Regions from separate parts of the Mus musculus genome. Here all the other regions are linked to region 1. The links are chromatin contacts, called in public HiChIP or PLAC-seq and promoter capture Hi-C maps. All regions are on one chromosome and are shown on one strand. Each heading gives the region's core, a stretch centred on a gene start, on an enhancer-like site or on the middle of the called end of the contact. The rest is flanking DNA. Distances are from core to core; before and after follow the strand shown. Region 1 overlaps Usp37 (ubiquitin specific peptidase 37). Region 2 overlaps Pnkd (paroxysmal nonkinesiogenic dyskinesia). Region 3 holds the start of Plcd4 (phospholipase C, delta 4).

Region 1 (4,384 bases), core at 1,036-3,535:
ACTCTGTCTCAAAAGGCCAAGAGCCGAAATATAACTCTGTTGCGGAGTAGACACACGTTTAAAACCTATACTTTTAATTCTCTATTTTTTAAAAAGAAATATTGCGCCAGGCATGATGGCGCACACCTTTAATCCCAGCACTTGCGAGGCAGAGGCAGGCGGATTTCTGAGTTCGAGGTCAGCCTGGTCTACAGAGGGAGTTCCAGAACAGCCAGGGCTACACAGAGAAACCCTGTCTGGAAAAACCAAAAAAAGAAAGAAAGAAAGAGAGAGAAGAAAGAGAGAAATATTGCTGAAGCAGATAATAATGAAGTCAAGATTTGCAAGATTTGTTTCTCTTTCTCAAACTTCTGGTAACCGAGGAAAAGATTTATTTTGAAAAACTATAATTTTCTGATTTTCTGTGTTTCAGGTCATTACATTAGTGATGTGTATGACATTAAGAAACAGGCATGGTTCACTTACAATGACCTGGAGGTCTCTAAAATCCAAGAGGCTGCCGTGCAGAGTGATCGAGATCGCAGCGGCTATATCTTCTTCTATATGCACAAGTAAGCTCCCCAGCAGACAGCGGGAACAGGCTGGAGCCACTCGCACTCTGCTCCCGGCACTCTGTGACTGGTGGCTTTAGAGTTTCCTGTCTTTGCTTAGTTAGGGTTTCTCTCCTAATGGTTCCTCAGAACTGCCGAATGGTTTCTCTGCTCACATTATCATCGCAGAAGACTCTGGGAATTATACTTACAGTGGTTGTTCTGTGGTAGGACATATCTTCTTATAAGCTGGTCTTCAGTTCTGTCGGTGAGATCTGATCGTGTGACTACAGCTAAGTGCTGGCACTTCCTCATTCTCAGAATCCGATTCCAGGGCTCAGATGCTCGGGCGAGTGAGCCGCTGACTTAACAGAGTGTGAGTGCTGAGCAGGACTGTGCAAGCTTTATCAATATCCATGTCCTGCTTGCTTTGGTTTGGGGTTCTCTCATCTGTATTTCCCTCTTCTCGTTGGTTTCTGATTTTTGTGGTTTGTTTTTTAAGGGAGATCTTTGATGAGTTGCTGGAGACAGAAAAAACCTCTCAGGCGCTTAGCATGGAGGTGGGGAGAGCTGCCCGTCAGGCTTCATGAGGAGAACCTCGTGGGCGTCAGCACAAGCTGCACGTCTGTCACTGCCACCCTCCTTGACGTCCTCTGCCCGAAGAGAATTGGGAACTCTACTTGATGCAGGAGCAACAACAGCTCAGGGCCAAACCAAAAGAAACTTCAGTCATGTGCAACGCTCCATGCTGTTTTATGGAAACCTTGGTCGCATCTATAGCTGATTATCCTCTTTTTCTTCTACAAGAGTGCCGCTTCCTTTTGTCTTAGGAATGAATACATACTGTAAATATATATGTACATACCCACACGCATATACTGAATGAATGGAGCCTTAAAGAGCTAGGATGAGCCAACAGAAGTAGTGCTCTTGCTCACAGTGAATGCTGCAGCTGTTTGGCCGAGAAATCAAAGTGTCCAAGCACATTCATTTGAGGCAGTGTGGGGGTGCGCATAGCGTTTGGCTCTTAACTTTGGGGCTTTTTGGGTTGGTTTTTTTTTTTTTTTTTTTTTTTTTTTGTCTTTTGAATGGCTTCACTCAAGTCCAACATTTTATGTTTGTTGTAAGTAAAGCTCTCTGGGAAGCTAGTTACACTAAAAACAGTTTATTTTCCTTGCAAGAGGTATTTCTGTAGCCTGATTTGAGTTTTATTTTTCTTTTGATTTTATGACTCTCATGCTGTTTACATGCAGTTTCCAAACAATGGATTGTTGGTGCTTCGGAGTGTTCCAGCCCCACACTTGCTGTTTATCATGCCCTTGGCATTTTCTCTCAGATGCCTCCACACGGTGTGTTCATCATCGTCTTCTGTGGCGTGCTGATGGTAAAGCTAGAAGCTTATATTTTCTTCTGTATCATTTTCCCATGGAACAGGCATGACCCAATGGATTACAGCCTCGGTTATAAAAGGTTCAAAGACAGCTTCAACTGGGACTGACAGGGATGCTTAGGGCAGGGAGGAACACTAGTCTCTGTCCTGCAGGCAGAGAAAGCAGGGGCATGCCACTTTTTACAGTGCAGATTCTGGGCCACTAAAGCTAAAAGCTAAACACTGTGTTGCTAGGGTGAAAATAAGTAGTGGGAGGGGATTCCAGGAGCTATCAATCAAAGGTGCCTAGTACATATCTTACTTGTTAGTGCTCCGAGTGAGACCAAGTGTCAGTGCAGCGGCAAGTACTGCATGAGTCACTCTGCCCACGTGACCTGCCTGGGTAAGCAGCTAACGAAACCATGATGAGCCTGGGGAATCTGTCAGCACAAGTGTCATTAGGATTGCACAGACCTTAGCAACATGAAGTCTGCATTTGTTTTGTTCCCTATTTTTTCTTCTATTATTAATGGGAGGGTTGCTGTGAGTTCTGAGTTAGATATGAAACCATGTTAGATTTTCAGAAGATGTTAAAACCCATCACTGAAGATGCAGCATCTTTTCTGGAAGAGTGTATTCAGAGAGCTCCAGCCTGACTCTTAGAACCTGGGTATATTCTCACTAATCACCTCTTCTAAAGCTCTGAACTGCTGACGTGTGCCTCGGGGCTTTGACTGCTGAGAAACTCTGACTCCACCATCTGCCAGCACACATTGTTATAGTGAATGTTCCACAGTGGCACGGGGAGGGTATGCAGCAGTTTACAACAGAGAAAAACATTTGTTTTTAAAGCTAACTTTAAATTGTGTTGTTTCACCTCGAGCAGGAGTCTCCTTTTGTCTTGTTTTTCTTGAAAGTGACTGGTTGTCTTGAGCACCCAGGGTGATGATGGTGTGCTTTAGTGAGTTCTCTTGTCTCTACTGGAGAACTTCGAGCAGTTGAAATGATGAGGAAGTTTATTTAATTTAAAAAAAAAAAAAGGCTCTGCATCATGGCATGAGGACGCAGACATGATGCCCTCAGTCTGGACTGCCTCCTGGGCATCTGGACCACTCTCATACCTGCTTGTGTCCCTGTTGACTTAGAAGGCCGTGGCTCGCCACAGAGCCTGATTCCTTTTGACTCCCATGTCTTGGGCAGGACTTGTGTTAGTTATAAATAGTTACTCCTTGCAAATTTAGGATTTGAATTTTATGTCCAGTCCATATGATGACCTGTCAGCTTCCCTGCTCCCTTCTTTCCTTTAACTGACTGCTTGACTCCAAATGGCAATCTCACCTAGACTGTATTGATAGGGTACTGGTTGTTCTAAGCTGCCTGTGTCTATTTTAAAATTATGAGTAAATATAGTCTCTTTTTTTAATACTGTGATCAAAGAATTGGGGGATAGAACAGTTAACATGTTAGGCTAAGAAGGGGCAGATTATTAGATAGGAACAGAGGGTGTTGGTTCCCTTCAGTCAGCATAATAACTTTCCTGTATAAAATGCCAAATGTATGGTTATGTTACTTTAAATGACTGAACTGGAATTTTATAGCAACTAGTACTCTATGCAGTCTTCTCATCTTAGCCAAAACTGGGAAAGAGAATAAACTAAAAAGTTGATTTTCCACCCCCACCCGCCATGTTATGCAGAGTTAAAAAGCTGCATGTGAATGTTGTTTATTTTAATAGCCAAGACCGTCACTTAAATCTATAGGGAGGCAGTGCTCTTGTTTCGTAGGGATAGTGTGTGTACACACACTCATAAGCTTTGTCCCAGCAGGAAGAATAAGTAAATACATGAATTGTTTATTTTCTGATTCCAAATTGGTTTCTTACTTTCTATGATCAGGTTTAACCTAAACAGCTCAGCAGTAGCAGACATAGCAAATGTAGATGTATGTACATTTTAAGGTGTAGTGCTTACAAATCGGTTAACTCTGAGTGCAAATATTGGACTTCACTTTTTTTTATCTTCTAGACGAAGTATAAAACTTAGGGGAAAGCTCTAATAGTTCAAACCTCAGCATAGTGACTGAGTTTTTCCCTCCATCCCTCAGTTGCTGTGGTGTGGTGTAGACCCATATGCAGATCTCATAACTAGATCGAAGTTCATGTGGACCTTGTACATACACCGACACTTTCAGAAACTTCAGCCCAGCACATAAAAGTTGCATAAAACTGTCCACTCTTCTGCCTGCTTTATAGTAACATCCCCCTGCAAATACAGCTTTCTGCCCTCTAACACCCTTGTAGTGCATTACTTAAAACTCTGTCTATATTGTCTTACCATCTGGAGAACTATTTTATTGAAAAACTCTATAGTTTGTTGGCCGTTTTATAACAGGGGTACTCTGTATGTCGCCACAGTAGACTCCTTGGTGGCTTGCTTTAGTTACTAGATCTGAGCAGTCTCATTTATACACAATTAGGAAACTGTAC
Region 2 (4,384 bases), core at 1,032-3,531, 120 kb after region 1:
TTTCATCTTGGCTGCACTTAGCTCCAATTGGGCAGCCTTGAGGGCCATATTTTTTGTTTGTTTTTTTTAAATAATTTTTAATTTATCTTATATATGTGAGTACACTGTCCCTCTCTTCAGACACACCAGAAGAGGGCATCTGATCCCATTATAGATCCCATTATAGATGGTTATGAGCCACCATGTGGTTGCTGGGAATTGAACTCAGGACCTCTGGAAGAGCAGTCAGTGCTCTTAACCTCTGAGCCATCTCTCCAGCTCTTGAGGGCCATGTTTTTATGGCTCAGCTAGCCCATGGTGGCTCTCCTTTTTCCTCTCCTGCATGTCCTTCTTCTATTCCATAGCAGCAGCCTTTTCTTTCTCTTCCCTCCTCGCCTTGAAACCTCAACCCCACCTTGTCTCTTCTGCCCAGCTATTGACTGCTGGCATCTTTATTAACCAATCACAATTAACTGGGGCAGGGACACTCAGTGTCTTATGTGTGGACTCTCTTGTCCTTGGGGTAGCCAGTCTTGGGGGCCCCAGCATTAGAATACAAGCAGCATTAGACCAACCTACTACATGTACTACTGCCCTGCCCGGTCCTTTTCTTCCTGCCTTAAACTCTAGTTCATGGAATGACACTTCCCTCTTCTCTTAACCCCGTATAGAAACTTCCTCACAAACCTGCCCAGAGCTTCATCTCCTAATTAATTTTAGATCCTGTTAAGTTGAAAGCCAATAAGTTGAAATCAAGCATCACAAGGGCAGCAAAGAAGCAAATGCAGTGAGAGTGAGATGTGAGACTGGTGAGGTCAGCTTTGGACACATAATGTGGGAAAGTCCCCGGAGCAGCTTCTTGGAGGTGACCAGCAAGAGGGTGGGCACTGAGACTGGCCACTCATGAGGGATCTTATAGACACATCTCTTTGGAGCAGTGAACATACAGACAGCACCTGAAATCTGGAGACACAAGGACTAGACAGACATAGGTCAGCCAGGCATGGCAGCTTACACCTCTACTCCCATCCCAAACTTGGGAGGCAGAGGCACTTGGCCAGACGCATGAGAGGAGAGCCTCAGCAGACTGACAGGGTGTTACAAGAAGGGAACAGTGGCATGCTCTCCTGTCACAGTTCTTGCCTTGGGGTTCGGGGACAAGGACTGAGCAGGGACAAGTGGGCTTGACCTTCAAGGGACACAGCCTGCTGGGATGGAGAGGATAGAGCATGCCCAGATGAGGAACTGAGAATGAATGGAAAGACTTCTGTCTTCATAAAGTAATTATGATACGTCATACTGTGGAAGGTCACAGGAGACTTAAAAGGTATAAGAAACAAAGTAAGTGACACCCAGTGACCTATGAACCAAGTTTCTGTCTTGACTTTCCTATAGCTCTGATAAATACCCTGACAAAAAGCAACCTAGGGGAGGAAGGGTTCCGTTCGCTTTGGCTCAGGTTACAGGTTTGCAGGTTATAGTCTGTTGTCCTGGGGAAGTCAAGGCAGGAATTAATCTTGGTGACCCTGTCTCAAAGGAAGTAGGAAGTGATCCTGAGGATTACGCTCAGACCTACGCACACACACACACACACACACACACACACACACACACACACACACACGCACACGCCAAAAGACAGAGGGGAAAACTTGGATAGTTACTTCAAGGCTAGGTTGGTTGGTTGTGACTGACAGTCTGTGTAGCCCAGGCTGGACTATAAATCAGGGTCCACTTCTGTCTCACCTTCCCAAATGCTAAGACAGCGGGCAGAGCCACCATGCCCCCTCTCCCATGAGGTCTTCAGAGATGCAGGTTGTCTTCATTTCTGCTCTGCCATCCCCAGTGTTCTGAAACATCCCATTATTGGTGGTGGTGGTGGCAGCGGTGGTGGTGTAAATAAGTGTGAATCCGAATATGCATGTGTAGGTCAGAGGACAACTTGTGGGAGTCAGTTCTTCTCCATGGGATCCTGCGATTGGATTTAGATTGTCAGGCTGGCCCTGCAAGTGCTGTTAGCAGTTGAGCCACCTTGGCCACCCTGGAATATTCTTTTAAACTGCTTCATGATGAACACTGCAGATGCACTAGGTCCTTTTTAAGGACAATGGAAACTTTTCAAGAAAGTCCCAGTCTCTCTCTCCTGTCTTCTTACCAGATATGTGACCTGCAGCCACTGAATTGATCTCTCGGTATGGGGTGGTGTGAGAGTCAAGGGTTCTTCTATTTAAAGGACTGAGAACAGTGCCTGGCACATGTGTGCTATATAAATATTTGCTATTATTATCTCATGGCAGGAACTGCATCGAATTCCTGGGTCTAACCAAGACCCACCCACTAGGGCTGGAGAGGAGCTAAAGGCTGAGCTGTTGAAAGAAGAATGGGCAAAATAGAAATTAAGGAGGAAAACTAGGGAGTGGTTAGAGAGAATGGCCATGCAGGAGCTCAGTCTGTGACCGTCAGATGGGGAGCATGGCAGCAGGCAGGCAGGTACGGTGCTGAGGCAGTGGCTGAGAGTTTACATTCTTGTCAGCAAATAGGAGGCAAAGAAAAGTCTGGAAAGGACTGGGCTTTTGAAATCTCAAAACCTGCCCCTACACACCTCCTCCAACAAGGCCACACCTCCTAATCCTTCCCAAACACTTCTATCAATGGTAACCAAACATTCAGATATATGAGCCTATGGGGCCTTGCTCTCATTCAAACCACCACAAGCATCCTCCTGTTTGTCCCATGAGTGGGATTTATAAGGCCATACATTTTAGAGTCTTGGCTCCAAGTCCAAGGGGAGGGGAGGGGAGGGGAGGGGAGGGGAGGGGAGGGGAGGGGAGGGGAGGGGAGGGGAGGGGAGGGGAGGGAAGGGAAGGGAAGGGAAGGGAAGGGAAGGGAAGGGAAGGGAAGGGAAGGGAAGGGAAGGGAAGGGAAGGGAAGGGAAGGGAAGGGAAGGGAAGGAGACCTGAAACCTTGGTGTCCCCATGCTGGGCTAGTTTTCTTTTTTTTTTCTTTTTTTTTTTTTTTTTGGTTTTTGGTTTTTCGAGACAGGGTCTCTCTGTGTAGCCCTGGCTGTCCTGCAACTCACTTTGTAGACCAGGCTGGCCTCGAACTCAGAAATCCACCTGCCTCTGCCTCCCGAGTGCTGGGATTAAAGGCGTGCGCCACCACGCCTGCCTAGTTTTCTTTTCCTGGGGATCTTGTAGTCTTCCTAGTGACTGAATTGCTCTCCTGTTCCCCACTCATTGCTTTTGGCTTTGTTTTTATAGATTTACCTTCTTTCATTGGGACCCTCGCCACAGCCTCCCCTCCCCCATAGGAGGCTCTCTCTAGCTCCAGATCTTCCTAACCCATGAATCTAAATGTGCCCATCTCCTCTGGAAGATGCTGCAGGGCACTTATTCTCTGTGGACTAACAGGCTAGTTCCTAGAAGAGGCCTCCTCTACCCTGACTCTGGTCTAGGTGATGTCCCCTAGCTACATGCACTTCTCTGTCATGTCCTCAGCAGGTTGTGGGGGACACCTGGAGTTCCTTATGGGGAAGGGGGTGCTAGGCTGCATCCCCTCTTCACTCTACTTCTCACTTGGTGCCTACTCTGCTGGCAACTAAAATAGTGTTTTTCTTTCCTTTTTTTTCTTGAATATTTTATGTATTTACATTTCAAATGTTGGCTGCAAAGATGGCTCAGCGGTTAAGAGTACTGACTCCTCTTCCAAAGGTCCTGAGTTCAAATCCCAGCAACCACATGGTGGCTCACAACCATCCGTAATGAGATCTGACACCCTCTTCTAGGGTGTCTGTCTGAAAACAGCTACAGTGTACTTACATATAATAAATAAATAAATCTTAAAAAAATACATTTCAAATGTTATCTCCTTTCCCTATTTCCCCTCTGGAACGCCCCTCCCCTCCCCCTCCCCCTGCTTCTATGAGAGTGCTGCCCCTCCCACCCACCCACTCCCACCTCACTGCCCTGGCATTTCCCTACACTGGGGCATCTCCTCCCACTGATGCCCAACAAGGCCATCCTCTGCTATATATGCGGCTGGAGCCATGGGCTCCTCTTTGGTGGGTTGTTTTTCTTTCTTTTAATTTTTTTCCATTTTTATGTGTATAAGAGTTTGACTAATGTGTGCATGTATACTGTGTATATTCCTGATGGCTTTAGACATCAGAAGAGGGTGTCAGATCTGCTAGAACAGGAGTTACATACATACATACATGCATACATGCATACAGTTATGAGCTGCTATGCTGGGAACTAAGCCTGTTTCCTCTTCAAGCACAGTATGTGCTCTTAAGCACTGAGACATCTCACTAGCCCATAGTGACAATTTTAAAAAATCTTGTGTGTGCACTTTTTTTTTCCAAGACAAGGTTTCTCTGTGTAGCCCTGGCTGTCCTGGAACTCAC
Region 3 (4,384 bases), core at 1,347-3,846, 110 kb before region 1:
AAATTTAAAAAATGAAAAAAGAAAACCTCAAAATTCTGGGAAGTAGCTGCCTGTGAAACATGCATGCTATCCCAAATTTAGGCACTCAGGGCTAGCCTCAGCCACTTAATGAGTTCTAGATCAACCTGGGTTATATGAGACCTGTCTCACAGAAAAAGAAAAAAGAAAAAAGAAAAACCCTCCAAATCTGTAAAGTGATTCTTTAGTCAGCATTCCATTAAAGCATCATGCAGTTTCAGGCTGGAGAGATGGCTCAGTATTTGAGAGCACTGGCTGTTCTTCCAGAGATGCTAGGTTCAATTCCCAACACTGATACAGTGGCTCACAACCATCTGTAACTCCAGTCCCAAAAGATTCAACATCTTCTTCTGGCTTCAGTGGGCACCAAGTGGTACATAGACATGCATTCAGGAAAAATACCTATATTCATAGAACCAATACATTTTAAAGTATCATCCAACAGATGAATAAGCAAGAGAATAATTTAAGATGTGATGTGACCTGTATAGCCACATAGCATATTAGAGCCCTAATTGCCCTCTCTGTCTGTCTGTCTGTCTGTCTCTCTCTCTGTCTCTCTCTCTTCTTTCTTTCTCTCTTTCTTTTCTTTCTTTCTTTCTTTCTTTCTTTCTTTCTTTCTTTCTTTCTTTCTTTCTTTCTTTCTCTCTTTCTTTCTTTCTTTCTAGGCAGGGTCTCTCCTTGTAGCCCTGTCTCTCCTGCAGTTCACCTTGTAGATCAGGCTGGCCTCAAACTCACAGAGATTCCCCCTTCATCTGCCTCTCGATTGCTGGATTAAAAGTGTGTGCCACTTTGCCCTGCTCTTCCGTCCATCTTTAATAAGAAGACCTATAAAGTCACCTAGTTAGGAGTAACTCTTTTTTGAGACAAAGTATTTCTCTATAGCCCTGGCTGTCCCGGAACTCACTCTATAGCCCTGGCTGTCCCGGAACTCACTCTATAGACCAGGCTGGCCTCGAACTCAGAAATCCGCCTGCCTCTGCCTCCCGAGTGCTGAGCTTCTACAGCATCACAGCTAGCAGTAACCCCTAAGGAGAGGATGAGAGTCACCGAGAATGTACCTTCCCTGGCTTGAAGACCTAGAGAGGGCACCCTAAAGGGGTAGAGGAGTGAGGGGCAAAGGAGAGAAACAGCTAGGACAGTTTTAGGAGGAGAATTGAGTATGTGCTCCTAGCTAAGAGCCCTCTGGATGGAAGAAGGGTCCCAAAGAGCTCCTTCAGGGACAGAAAGCATCTCTTTTTCCAGGTGTGGAAAACTATTTGGAATCTTCATATGGCTTAAAACTGCTGTATGAGCCGGGTGTGGTGGCGCACACCTTTAGTCCCAGCACTTGGGAGGCAGAGGCAGGCGGATTTCTGAGTTCGAGGCCAGCCTGGTCTACAAAGTGAGTTCCAGGACAGCCAGGGCTATACAGAGAAACCCTGTCTCGAAAAAACAAACAAACAAAAAAACCAAACAAACAAAAAATTGCTGTATGAAGACCAGAGGCCAAAGTAACAGGTCACTCTTAAATTCCTTGGTTGCTCAGACCATAGTGGGCTGAGGGTGACCTGAGATTGAAGTTTCCACCTTGTAGGCACAGGACTCTGTAGTTGGTCTTGGGATTGGAAGAAAACAGAATTACCTTCTCTGTTCCTGTGTCCAGGAACCTTACATGTCCTGAAACATGGGAAACCTGAGAACAGAGCCCAGGATCCAAAAACAGTTTCCCTAGCCAGCCTTAAAAAACTACTTCTTTCTTGTTGGGCAGTGGTGGCACACGCCTTTAATCCCAGCACTTGGGAGACAGAGGCAGGCAGATTTCTGAGTTTGAGACCAGCCTGGTCTATAGAGTGAGTTCCAGGACAGCCAGGGTTACATAGAGATATCCTGTCTCGAAAAACAACAAGCAAACAAACAAACTGCCTCTTTCCCCCCTGTCTAACCTGTCCCCACTCAAGAGCGGTGGTTTTAGCTTGCGTCTGTGTGTAGTATGGGCAAGAGTGTCAGCAGCACCTCAGGGAAGCCACAGTGTACAAGACCTGAGCTTCATGGAGGAGACTGAAGACCAGAAAGATTGGCTGTCCTGACAGGGTCCTTCAGTGACACAACTGCAATAGATTGCAGGTCTCTCTACAACCGGTGCAGAATTCACCAACTCTTCCCTTAGAAAGGGCCTTCTCCAGAAAGCATGTTGAAGGAAGGCCTGCGATCGGTGAGGGACACCGATGGTCTTTCTCTCCACTCCATTATCTTCTGGGTCCCCTACATACCGCCAAACAACTTCCTTTTCTTCCCGTTGTCTTACCTTTCCCATCCCATGTCTGACTTTTCTTTCTTCCTAGCTCATTCCTTTCTCTCTCACCAGCCTCTCTGCTCCCTCAAGTCAAGCTTTTTGTGTTCTCTTCTTAACCTTCTCCTCCTCCTCTTTCTCCATCACCCTTTCCTGCCATTCCCCTCCTTTATCTCCACTAATTCCCAATAGCCCTGGCTCTCAGCCCCTTTAAGGATTTCGAATCTACAGTCCAGGAGAGAGGGCACTTTCATTTGGACACTCAGTAACATGCCTCTCCTTTCAGCCTCATTTTTCCCTGTATCCTAGGAGACTGACTAAACAAAGTGCCCAAAGAATGTGTTAGAACCTAAGTGTTCCAAGTCTTGGTGTTCCCGCTAGTGTCTGAAAGGAAGGATGGTTACAACGGATGCAGGTGCAGTGGGGCGAGAAGAAACAGAGGATCTGGGAGAGGGGGCACCAGCAAGGACACAAAGGATAAAATTCTAAAAGTAAGAGAGATTGGGTCAGCCAGGCACAGTGGCAATCTTAACACATGGGAGGTGCAAACAGAAGGATCAGGGGCGTTCAAGGGTCATCATTGGCTATATAGGAAGTTGGAGGGTGGCCTAGGTTCAGGGTGGGGGGAGATTAGCACACACACACACACACATATATATATTTAGGATCTTGTACTTCCAAATAGCTTTATATGATCCTCGGAGTTTGGAAGTGTCAACACCAAGTGCCAATGACATTATAGTAGGAAGTCAGCATGTCTCAAATTTCTTTCTGGGAGGTAGGAAGGAAGAGAGCTATTTTGTCTATGTTCTCACTTCTGAGAAGGGTTATGGCTAACCTGTTTCATATAAAGTGGATAGGATGGCTCTGCTCAGAGGTCATAGCCCTTAGAATGTTAGAACTTTAAGGCTCTCTCAAGTCCAGAGACTTAAGCCTAGATCAATCATCTCCATGAGAGCGTTTTAGAATTTGTCAAATTACAGTTTCCAGGGATGAGGAGAACATATTTAGTGGGCACCCTAATAAGCAGTTCTGGCAAAAAGGCAACCTTGGGGAGCCCTAAATCCAAGTCCAGATCAAACAGTTGTCTGTGGCCTTAAAGTCCCATGGCATACAACCTGCTAGTGTACCAAGAACTTGCCTCGGCTTGTTAAGCAGGCAAAAACCAGAGCACAGAATAAACTCAAACCCTGACTCTTTCCAAGGTTATCTTAAAATCATCTCTTTATTACCACGAGTTCAACTGTCTCATGCGTTTTGAACACCCTCATTTGGTAACCCTCAACAGTCTCTTAATGCATCTTCATTGATGAGAATCTATTCTCATTCTGCCTCCCATCTTCCTGGGGTGGATTCACCTCTGAGACACAGTGGCTAGGGTCAGCACTCATTGCCCCGTACAGCTAAGAGGTTTCTCTATAAAAGGGTGATTGACACAGCTAGAAAGAAAATGGTTTTTAAGAGGCAGAGAGGATAAATTCGAGAGAACCAGGAAGGGGGGGGGGGAGTTCTGTGTAGCCTCAGGGTGGGAAAAGGAGCCTAGTTTAACCTAATACAGGTATGCATCTGTAGAGCTGAGTTAGGACTCAGGCAGGACTCAGCTTGGCCAGAGGTTGGTTAGAGCTCAGGGCCCTTACCGTAGGTAGGATAGTAATCTTGTGTCTGCGAGGGTCGCCTCCCGAGCTCCGCAGTGCTCTCCGCTGAGAACAAGACTCCTTTTCTCCTTTGCACTTGACTGCTTCCACCCTCCACTGCAGTTTGCTGCTGTAAACTGGCAGAGTTACAGCCAGAGAGGAGGAGTGGGGTGGGGAGAGGTGTGAGCGCTCTCCTAGGTCCAGCCTATCCAACTCTTAAAGGCCCAGGGCACTGGTCAACAGGAGGAATTGTGGGGGTGGGGTTGCAGAAAAGGATTAAGGCAATGGATTGAGGTTGATAGCGACGCATCTCTAGGGAGGAGGAGCCTGGCTGCCTTGTATCTTGATGCCTCCCCACCTGGACCCCTTACTGACCCCAATCCCACAATTGTTCTCAGAGTGAAAGCCAAGCCTGTTTACTGCAGTGTGCTGTGAATCACTGCTTTTCATTCTGCTCAGA

What was found. Promoter capture Hi-C pulls out the DNA fragments that hold promoters and counts their contacts. HiChIP or PLAC-seq counts read pairs in DNA pulled down with a chosen protein or histone mark.
Region 2: a contact with region 1 is called in an HNF4G HiChIP or PLAC-seq map of pancreatic cancer cells. The contact joins two enhancer-like sites. A contact is called at or near these places in 3 of 15 datasets of contacts at CTCF or cohesin (CD8 T cells, the NIH/3T3 cell line and pro-B cells), 29 of 484 Hi-C or Micro-C datasets (the AML12 cell line, B cells, the Ba/F3 cell line and 23 more), 6 of 115 datasets of contacts at active chromatin or transcription factors (the HPC-7 cell line, bone marrow-derived dendritic cells, bone marrow-derived macrophages and 3 more) and 3 of 9 other capture datasets (adipose tissue, liver and pancreatic islet).
Region 3: a promoter capture Hi-C map of macrophages shows a contact between it and region 1, with 6 read pairs. The contact joins the promoter of Plcd4 here to the enhancer-like site in region 1. A contact is called at or near these places in 8 of 39 promoter capture datasets (HPC-7-derived erythroid cells, cranial neural crest, embryonic stem cells and 2 more), 1 of 15 datasets of contacts at CTCF or cohesin (CD8 T cells), 2 of 484 Hi-C or Micro-C datasets (the G1E-ER4 cell line and liver), 2 of 115 datasets of contacts at active chromatin or transcription factors (astrocytes and embryonic stem cells) and 2 of 9 other capture datasets (adipose tissue and pancreatic islet).

Annotation. Positions count from the first base shown.
Region 1 is chr1:74,436,127-74,440,510 of GRCm38.p6, reverse strand. It overlaps Usp37 (ubiquitin specific peptidase 37), which reads left to right. Exons shown (of 24, transcript NM_001310662.1): 23 at 413-551; 24 at 1,033-4,384. The coding sequence ends at 1,120. Among named protein-coding and RNA genes, the nearest start is that of Vil1, 29 kb to the right of the region's middle. Within about 2 kb of position 2,285, at least 114 of the 459 cell types and tissues checked have an H3K27ac peak or open chromatin away from gene starts, as enhancers often do. A contact at or near this core is called in the G1E-ER4 cell line, adipose tissue, bone marrow-derived dendritic cells and 3 more, where this site is marked.
Region 2 is chr1:74,319,463-74,323,846 of GRCm38.p6, reverse strand. The region is part of intron 2 of Pnkd (paroxysmal nonkinesiogenic dyskinesia); the gene reads right to left. Among named protein-coding and RNA genes, the nearest start is that of Tmbim1, 17 kb to the right of the region's middle. Within about 2 kb of position 2,281, at least 7 of the 459 cell types and tissues checked have an H3K27ac peak or open chromatin away from gene starts, as enhancers often do. A contact at or near this core is called in bone marrow-derived dendritic cells and pancreatic cancer cells, where this site is marked.
Region 3 is chr1:74,542,572-74,546,955 of GRCm38.p6, reverse strand. It overlaps Plcd4 (phospholipase C, delta 4), which reads right to left and starts at 2,596. Exons shown (of 18, transcript NM_148937.2): 1 at 2,306-2,596. It also overlaps a transcript of Usp37 not described here.